2 separate regions of the Mus musculus genome follow, and region 2 is linked to region 1. The links are chromatin contacts, called in public HiChIP or PLAC-seq maps. All regions are on one chromosome and are shown on one strand. The core of a region is the stretch at or near the end of the contact, and the rest is flanking DNA. Distances in the headings are between cores, read along the strand shown. Region 1 holds the start of Atp6v0b (ATPase, H+ transporting, lysosomal V0 subunit B). Region 2 overlaps St3gal3 (ST3 beta-galactoside alpha-2,3-sialyltransferase 3).

Region 1 (3,782 bases), core at 642-3,141:
GCCCAGGTGTGTACGTGTGGTAGAAGCAAGTGTGTAAGGCCCAGGCGTGTATGTGTGGTAGGGTGTCTGTCTCACTATGTCATTATGTAGTGCTGGCTGGCCTCTTAACTCACTTGGTGCTACCCCCGTCCCAGGACTGGGGTTAAAGGCCCAGAGCACCATGCCGAGTGAGCTCTATGTTACCCACTTACCTGCATGGTAGTTTCGATGGCCAATGGCCTTGGGCTCCGTAGCACTGAAAGGCTGTGAGGGGCAGAATAAGTCCTCAGAAGGCATTCCTTAATGCACCTACCTTTTCTTCCCTCCGATCTTTAGGGAAAGCATAGGCATTTCAATGGATACCCGTCCCCGCTGGTTTTCCCTTACCTCAGCCATGTTGCTGATGACAATTGCCATGATGATGCCATAGATGGCCACCGCTTCACAGAAGATAATACTGGCAACAGTGATGGTAAATGGTGGGGGAGGGGGAGGGAAACTCTTTAAGAAGGAAATCAGCCATTTCTGCAGAAAATCCCCAGCCAACTTTCCCTGACTCACATACACGCTACGATGAGACGGGTCACAAGCCAGCATGTCACCCGACCCCCATCGCAGCTAGTTTTGACATGCAGAAGCCTTTACACTTACCTAACCAAGTTCTTGGTTTTGATTCTGGGGGCTTTCACCCCACCCCCAATAATGGATGAGCCGGTTATATAGATTCCCCTGGTGAAGGGTAAGAAACTGATTAAAGGAGCCCAAGGAGTTGCTGTCCCCAGGATGATTAAGAACCCAGTGATGATTCCACCTGCCACGACTTGGCACCTCCCACTCGTCCCGCCACTCCAACACTCACCAGGCTGCTCCAACCACAGACAGAGAAATTGCTAGGCCAATGCCCAGATTCGACCACATGAAGGGGGAAGTTTCCGTCAGGAACCTGGTGTGGAAACAGGGAAGAAAGCTATTGAGCTATGGACAGGAAAGGGCAGGAGTGGGGAGGCCACACAAAACTCAGTGTCCACCCAGCTCCAGCCCACCAGTCCCAGACGTTGCATCTCTAGATTTTCTATTTCCCAAAGGTCCGTGTGTCTGAAGAGCTGGGCTGGGGCTCAGACCAAAGCAGGGAGAAGAGGCTCCTAGGAGAATCCTCTCCATGCCCTCCCTTACCATGCCACATCAAAGCGAAAGCCCAGGTCAAAGATGGTGTAGCAGATTCCTGAAGCAATGAGGAAAGGAGTTAAAGGGTTGCTCTTTCGAGACACAGTCCCCAACCTAGGAAAAAAAAAAAACTGCCCAACTGTCAAACTGTCAGCCACCTACATCTAGACAAGCGAAGAGTCCCGGAGCGAAACAGCACCTCCACCCAGGCCTCCATTTTTTTTTTTTTTTCGGCCACTCCCTAGGTAACCCGTCTTAATGACACCAAGCCCCTTCACGGGCCGGAGGGAACGGGCGCTGCGTCCAGGCCGCGCCAGATCCTGCCGGCCCAATCGCTGTTTACCCAACAAGCTGTGAATGGGTGGGGGAGGGCAAGGAGGAAAAAGGGGAAGCGGGGCGCCCAAATATGCGGCTCGCGGAGAGGAGGTCAGGAACCTGGCGTCGCGACCCTGGAATAGCCGGTGTGACTCTCGCAGCCCAGGGCCGGCCTCCTCCGTCGCGGGAGGGCACCGCGCGGGGCCGGCTCCGGCTGCCACCTGCCCCCCGCCCCAACCAGCAGGCCACCTTGGGCCGCCTGGGCCCCGCTCACCCACAACGACCATGCAGGCCCAGAAGGCCACAAAGATCCCGAGGTAGAGCAACTCCAGCCCCGTCATGGCAGCGGCGACGGCAGGGGTCGGATCGGTGGGACCTGAGCTAAACCGCGTCCACCGTCCGCCCCGCAGTCTGTCGGCCCGCCCCGCAGCGCCACCTGACCGGCGCACGTGATGCGCCGACCCCACGTGACCCCCGCGCACAGTGGCTGGCTGCCTGAGGCCGGGCCCTGGTAGACGTCATGCCGCGGAGCACTGTGGTGGTTGTAGTTTCGTCGGACGTTCTCCGTGACAGGTACTGGCTCTCCACCTGCGCTGCTGGTTCCCTAACTTCCCACCGGACTCCCAGTTTACTCACCAATCACTGCAGATCCTTCCGGTCTGTTCTAGTCCTGCCTAGTTCCTTCTGCTTGAAGCAGGATTTCGCGGTGCCTAGCTAATGCCTGCTGTTCATCGGAGGTCATTCTAGGTTGTCTTTTCCAACCCAGAGGTAGGGTGGAATGCCAGACGCGAACGCCCACGATGTCCAGGTGATCTTATAAGGCCATGCCATTCTCCTGTTCAAATTCCCTGTGGATCCTATTTCACTCGCGACAGAATGATCCATAGGATCCTAAAGTATGCAAAGCAGGCACTGTAACAGAGCTAAGCTCCAGGTCCCTAATAGACTACCCACCCTATCAGACGCAGCCCGCCCTTGCATCTGCCCCTCTCTCTTGCTTCCAGACTTTGCTCTCCTTCAAGCCCTTCCTTACCCATTCTGTTTAATATTCCAACCCCAATCTCCCTTTAACCAGTCCCCTTTCTTTTCCAGATTTGTGTTTTCCCATAATTGTTATCCCTTGATATAATTTTCCTCTGGTTCTTATCTCTGGTTGATATAGTACATTTTGTTTCTGACCACTCTCCCTAGGGGGCCGAAGCACCATGGTTCATGTTGGACTCACTACTGTTTCTAGCGCCTGACATACAGGGGAGTTCTCATAACATGCACACAGAATACATGATGGATGCTCATTTTAACCCAGTCCCCATGTCAGTTACAGCTCTGCCTTTACCATTAGCCTGTGTACTACATGATCTGGATGGTGCCAATATAAGATTCTTTTGCTAATGTGGACAATAAGTAAATTTTGTTTTCTTCTGGGATCCAATACACAAACACACACACACACTGGGAAACCCTAGGACCAACTCTCTGGTTTTTGTTTTGTTTTTTGAGACAGGATTTCTCTGTATAGCCCTAGCTGTCCTGGAACTCACTTTGTAGACCAGGTTGGCCTCGAACTCAGAAATGTGCCTGCCTCTGCCTCCCAAGTGCTGAGATTAAAGGCGTGCACCACCACTGCCCGGCCCATAAAACCAACTCTCTACCAAGGACAAGCACTCTATCAAGATATACCCCAACAACTCTACTTTGATTGAAGCACCCACCATGTTGACTGAGTCTTTGTTTAGGCCCAAATGTTCGTTTCACTCTGTTTATTCTGAATATTTTTTCTCTATAAGATCCAGCTTAAGACTCCTCTGTCTGGGTTGCCTCTTGAGTCCCCTTCAGGAGCCTGCTATGAGAGCCAGCTGCACCTGGGGCTCCCTTCACACAATTATATTTCGTGGGGTTATTATTTCCTCCCAAGCACATTTTGAGGACAGTAATCTGGTTAAATATAACTCACATATCCACCCACAGGATCTGTGTAGAACAGAGCTTTAGTGAATAAAGAGAAACAGGAGAAAAAGTATTCCGTTTATTTCAGTGTCTTTGTTGTCCCCAAGAAACAAGTCTAACTAAGTCAATGTAGCCCAACAAAGTCCTGAAAGCAGCCACATAAGTGCTTGAAATGTAATTAGTGTAATGGACAAATACTTTTTCATCCACTTTAAATGGCAAAAGTCATGTGTCCAGTGAATATTGTCTTGGACAGTGCAGGTTTAGACCAGAGGCTCTCAATGAGGAGTAGTTACATGACATCTGCCAACCTGTAGAGATAATCTGGGTTATCCTAGCTCAGTTGGGGAGGAAGGGAGGTGTTTCTGTTTCTGTCA
Region 2 (3,782 bases), core at 695-3,194, 170 kb after region 1:
TCTGCCTCCTGCTACCTGGATGCATTCTGCATTTGCAGGGAGCTCGTCCCCTCTGGCAGCTCGCTTCCTGCCCCCTTCCCCGCCCTCCTAACGACTGGTATAAAAGCATGCTTGTCACCCGGGACAACACATTCACAGGCTGACTCAAAAGCAGAGGACAAGTTAGATTATGGGTCTAAGCTGTAGTCACCAATCTGGCTTTACAAAGAGCCTTCAACTTGGCTGGGAGTGGGGGTGGTGCTGGTGATCTATTAAGAGAAATGATAATTTATTTTTCTTACTGTTATTTACTTGTTTATTTTTTGAGACAGGGTTTCACGTATCCCAGGCTGGCTTTGAATTAAGTATGTATTAGAGGATGACCTTGAATTTCTGATCCTCCTGTTTCCCAGGGCTGAGGTCACAGGTGTTCTTCATTGTGTCTGGTTTTATAGAGTGATAGGAGTCGAACCCAGGACTACATGCATGTTAGGCAAGCACTCTTCCGACTGAGCTACACCCCCAACCAGAGGTAGTATCTTTTTAAAAGAAAGAAAGAAAGAAAGAAAGAAAGAAAGAAAGAAAGAAAGAAAGAAAGAAAGAAAGAAAGAGAGGAAGAAAGAAAGAGAGGAAGAAAAGGTGTATTTACTTAGTTTGTGTATATGAGTACATTGCCATGTTTTCAGACAGCATTGGATTCCATTGCAGATGGTTGTGAGCCACCATGTGGTCGCTGGGAATTGAACTCAGGACCTCTGGAAGCGCAGTCAGAGCTCTTAACCACTGAGCCATCTCTCCAGCCCCCCAAGGTATATCTTATCATCCACACAGCCATCTGTTTCCTTTGCAATTTCTCCACTGCTTAGATCCTGGAATGATCAAGTCCCCTAGCCCTAGTTCCTCAGCTTCTTCCCTCTCAACCCCACCCCCCACTCCACCCCCACAGACACACAAACAAACAAAACTTGAATAAACAGATTACTGAAGAAACACAGAGGGAAAAAAATGTCCTAGGAGAGTGAGCCAAGAGCGATGAGAACTGATGACAAGAAGGGCGTCCTAATATGGTGTGCAGATGGCGGCCGGACTCGAAGGGAGGGCGTTCCCGACTTCAGTCGGATCGGTTCTGTCCGGCGGTCCAGCTTTGAGGACTCAGCTGAGAGTGGAAGCTGTGGATGCAGTAAACTTCTTCCAAGAAGGCTCTCCTCAGATTTTATCAATCCAGCTTACCAAGCATATAAGGCTCCAAAGCCTTTACAAAGCTCAGCTGCTCGAAGGAGGGCGGAATGGCTTAGTGTATAAAATGTTTGCCGAGAACTGGAGTTTGGATCCTCAGAACCCAGGTAAAACCTCAGAAGTCAGAGACAAGCTGGCTGGCTAGACTACCAAGAATCGGCACGCCTGGTGAGGACACGTGACACAACTTAGGGCTTCCACACGCGTGTGTACATGCATGTACCTACCCACCTGCAAATGAGAATACACGAGTGCATGCACAGGAAATAAAGGGCTAGGGAAAGAGCAAAGATGGTCCCTGAAGTCCAAGAATGTCTGAGCTCTCCTGGGATCACAGACTAAGAGTGTTAGAAGCCTTAAGAGTTAGGGTGGAAGGCCAGGTCTAGGGCTTTTACTAGGAATAGCTAGAAAGATGTGTAGGGAAGGTGCCTCAGCCAGTGTGAGGTTAGCAGGTCACAGTGGCAGGCTGGGAATGAGTAAGCAAAAGCACTGAGGTATGGGAAGTGAGGGGTGTGTGGCTTCAGGGGGGAAGGTCACCCCTAATTAATATCTTAGGGTTTCTTTGAGGAGGTAAGAATCCAGTTTTAAAAAAAGGCCTTGACACATCAAAGACTATTTTTAAAAAGTGAGTCACCGTGAAATTAAGGGAAAAAACTGCTATGTCATCCCAGGAGACAAAAGGCACTTGGCTTAAGATTGAGGCAGGAGAGTCCCTGGGGACTGGGACTGCCACACTGGAGGAGAGCAGGAAGTCTGGGAGGAGCTGGCCCTGGAAGGCTAGGCTGTGGGGTGGCACTGTTCACACACCTGTGCGTGTGAAGAAGCAGAGGGAAGGACGATGGACGTGGGCACGTGCTGAAACTGAGAGTGAAACCCTGGGAGTGAGCTGAGAGGCTCCAGGGCATGGGAAAGGTCGATGTGGTTGCTCTCGAGAGACACGGGACCGCCCCAGGTTGTTTGCCCAGTACGTGCTGGAGGGAGTGAGCATCTTTACACGGAGTCTCAAGTGAAGGCCAGCCAGTAGCATGACCGAGGGGCAGAGAGGCAGACTCGGACGGACAGGAGATGAAGAAACTGTTTCTTCTATTGGATGGTCCAGCCTGGGCACAAAGGATAGGAGGAAACCATTGCAGGAACAAAGGGCAGAGGCAGGGACCTGAAGCTGTCTGAGGGCACGACATGGCCTGTAAGGTTCCAGGTTTGAGGCAGACTTTCATGTTTACCTAGACTCCCCTTATCCCCAACACACACAGTGTCTTTGGATCTGATTCCTCCTGTGTAGAAGTTAATGTGGGAACTCATAGGTTCCTTCTGCTGTGTGTGTGTACATGCGTGTGGAAGCCAGAAGACAACCTCCAATGCCGTTCCTTATCTTTATTTATTTATTTTTTTTATTTTTGACAGGGGTCACTCATGGCCTGGATCGTGCCAAGAAGGCAAGTGTGCCTGGCCAGCAAGCTGCGGGGATGGGCCTGTCTCTGCCTCCCTTCCCTTCTGTTTATACAGGTCCTGGGAGCACGTGCAAGGCTTGTGCTTGTTAGCCACACCCTTTACTGACTGAGCCATCTCTCCTGCCCACGACAGTTTTACAGATTTTAGAACATCTATATGCTGCACAAATCAAACATTACTTAACACCCCACCACTGTGAGACATGGAAGTTACACGCTGGAACGAAATACTTCTGCCGTGGATTTTTATACTAAATGAGAGGGACTATAAATATATTCACATCATTTTAGATTAGATTTTGTAGACAAATGAGTTTTTTTTTTTTTTTTTAAAGATTTATTTATTTATTATATGTAAGTACACTGTAGCTGTCTTCAGACACTCCAGAAGAGGGAGTCAGATCTTGTTATGGATGGTTGTGAGCCACCATGTGGTTGCTGGGATTTGAACTCTGGACCTCCGGAAGAGCAGTCGGGTGCTCTTACCCACTGAGCCATCTCACCAGCCCGACAAATGAGTTTTTATACTAATCTCATGGGAAAAAAAACCTGTTAAGGGTGGGTAAGACAGCTCGGTGGATCAAGGCACCCGCTGTCAAACCTAACCACCTAAGTTCAATCCCCAGGACCTGCATGTGGAAGAAAAGAACCGACTTCTGAAAGTTGTCCTGTAAGCCCCCCCACATAAACACATGGGAGCACATGGGTACATGCGCATACTCACACACAAGCACACACCCATACAAACATACACTCACATATGAGCACACACATGTACATGTACAGAAAAAATGTAATAAAAGCAGAGTTTTAAAGTTCATGTTGTGATGGTGGTGTGAAGCCGTGTTAGGAGTCTGGAGTCTGGATTTTATCAAGTGGATGCAGAGAGGCAGAGAAAGACACCTTTTTTTTTTTTCTCAGTAAACTGATGTCAACAGACTTCAAAGAACCCCACTGTGATCGTGGTGAGAGGCAGTGGGATGCACAGGGCAGGCACATCAGGAGAGCCTTCTAGCAAAGCGCGTGGGGGGTGATTAGGGTCTAGTGTGGTACTGTGGTGCCCGGGATCTCAAGAGCAGGGTCGGGTAAGTTACTAAGTGTGGAGGCCACACAATC

Evidence for each region. HiChIP or PLAC-seq counts read pairs in DNA pulled down with a chosen protein or histone mark.
Region 2: a contact with region 1 is called in an H3K27ac HiChIP or PLAC-seq map of embryonic fibroblasts, with 12 times the contacts expected there. The contact joins the enhancer-like site here to the promoter of Atp6v0b in region 1. A contact is called at or near these places in 23 of 39 promoter capture datasets (the 3T3-L1 cell line, 3T3-L1-derived adipocytes, the C10 cell line and 14 more), 2 of 15 datasets of contacts at CTCF or cohesin (both in the NIH/3T3 cell line), 9 of 484 Hi-C or Micro-C datasets (the 3T3-L1 cell line, bone marrow-derived macrophages, cerebellum and 6 more), 24 of 115 datasets of contacts at active chromatin or transcription factors (the 230-238 cell line, bone marrow-derived macrophages, cardiomyocytes and 14 more) and 5 of 9 other capture datasets (adipose tissue, embryonic stem cells, liver and 2 more).

The regions. Positions count from the first base shown.
Region 1 is chr4:117,885,438-117,889,219 of GRCm38.p6, forward strand. Atp6v0b (ATPase, H+ transporting, lysosomal V0 subunit B) reads right to left here and starts at 1,892. Exons shown (of 8, transcript NM_033617.3): 1 at 1,733-1,892; 2 at 1,153-1,201; 3 at 839-922; 4 at 631-708; 5 at 367-436; 6 at 192-243. The coding sequence starts at 1,799. Gm12841 (predicted gene 12841) reads left to right here. Exons shown (of 4, transcript NR_168719.1): 2 at 316-451; 3 at 1,869-2,031; 4 at 2,650-2,854. It overlaps Dph2 (DPH2 homolog), which reads right to left. Exons shown (of 6, transcript NM_026344.3): 6 at 3,206-3,782.
Region 2 is chr4:118,060,302-118,064,083 of GRCm38.p6, forward strand. All of the region lies in intron 2 of St3gal3 (ST3 beta-galactoside alpha-2,3-sialyltransferase 3), which reads right to left. Among named protein-coding and RNA genes, the nearest start is that of St3gal3, 73 kb to the right of the region's middle. Within about 2 kb of position 1,945, at least 107 of the 459 cell types and tissues checked have an H3K27ac peak or open chromatin away from gene starts, as enhancers often do. A contact at or near this core is called in the HPC-7 cell line, the NIH/3T3 cell line, bone marrow-derived macrophages and 8 more, where this site is marked.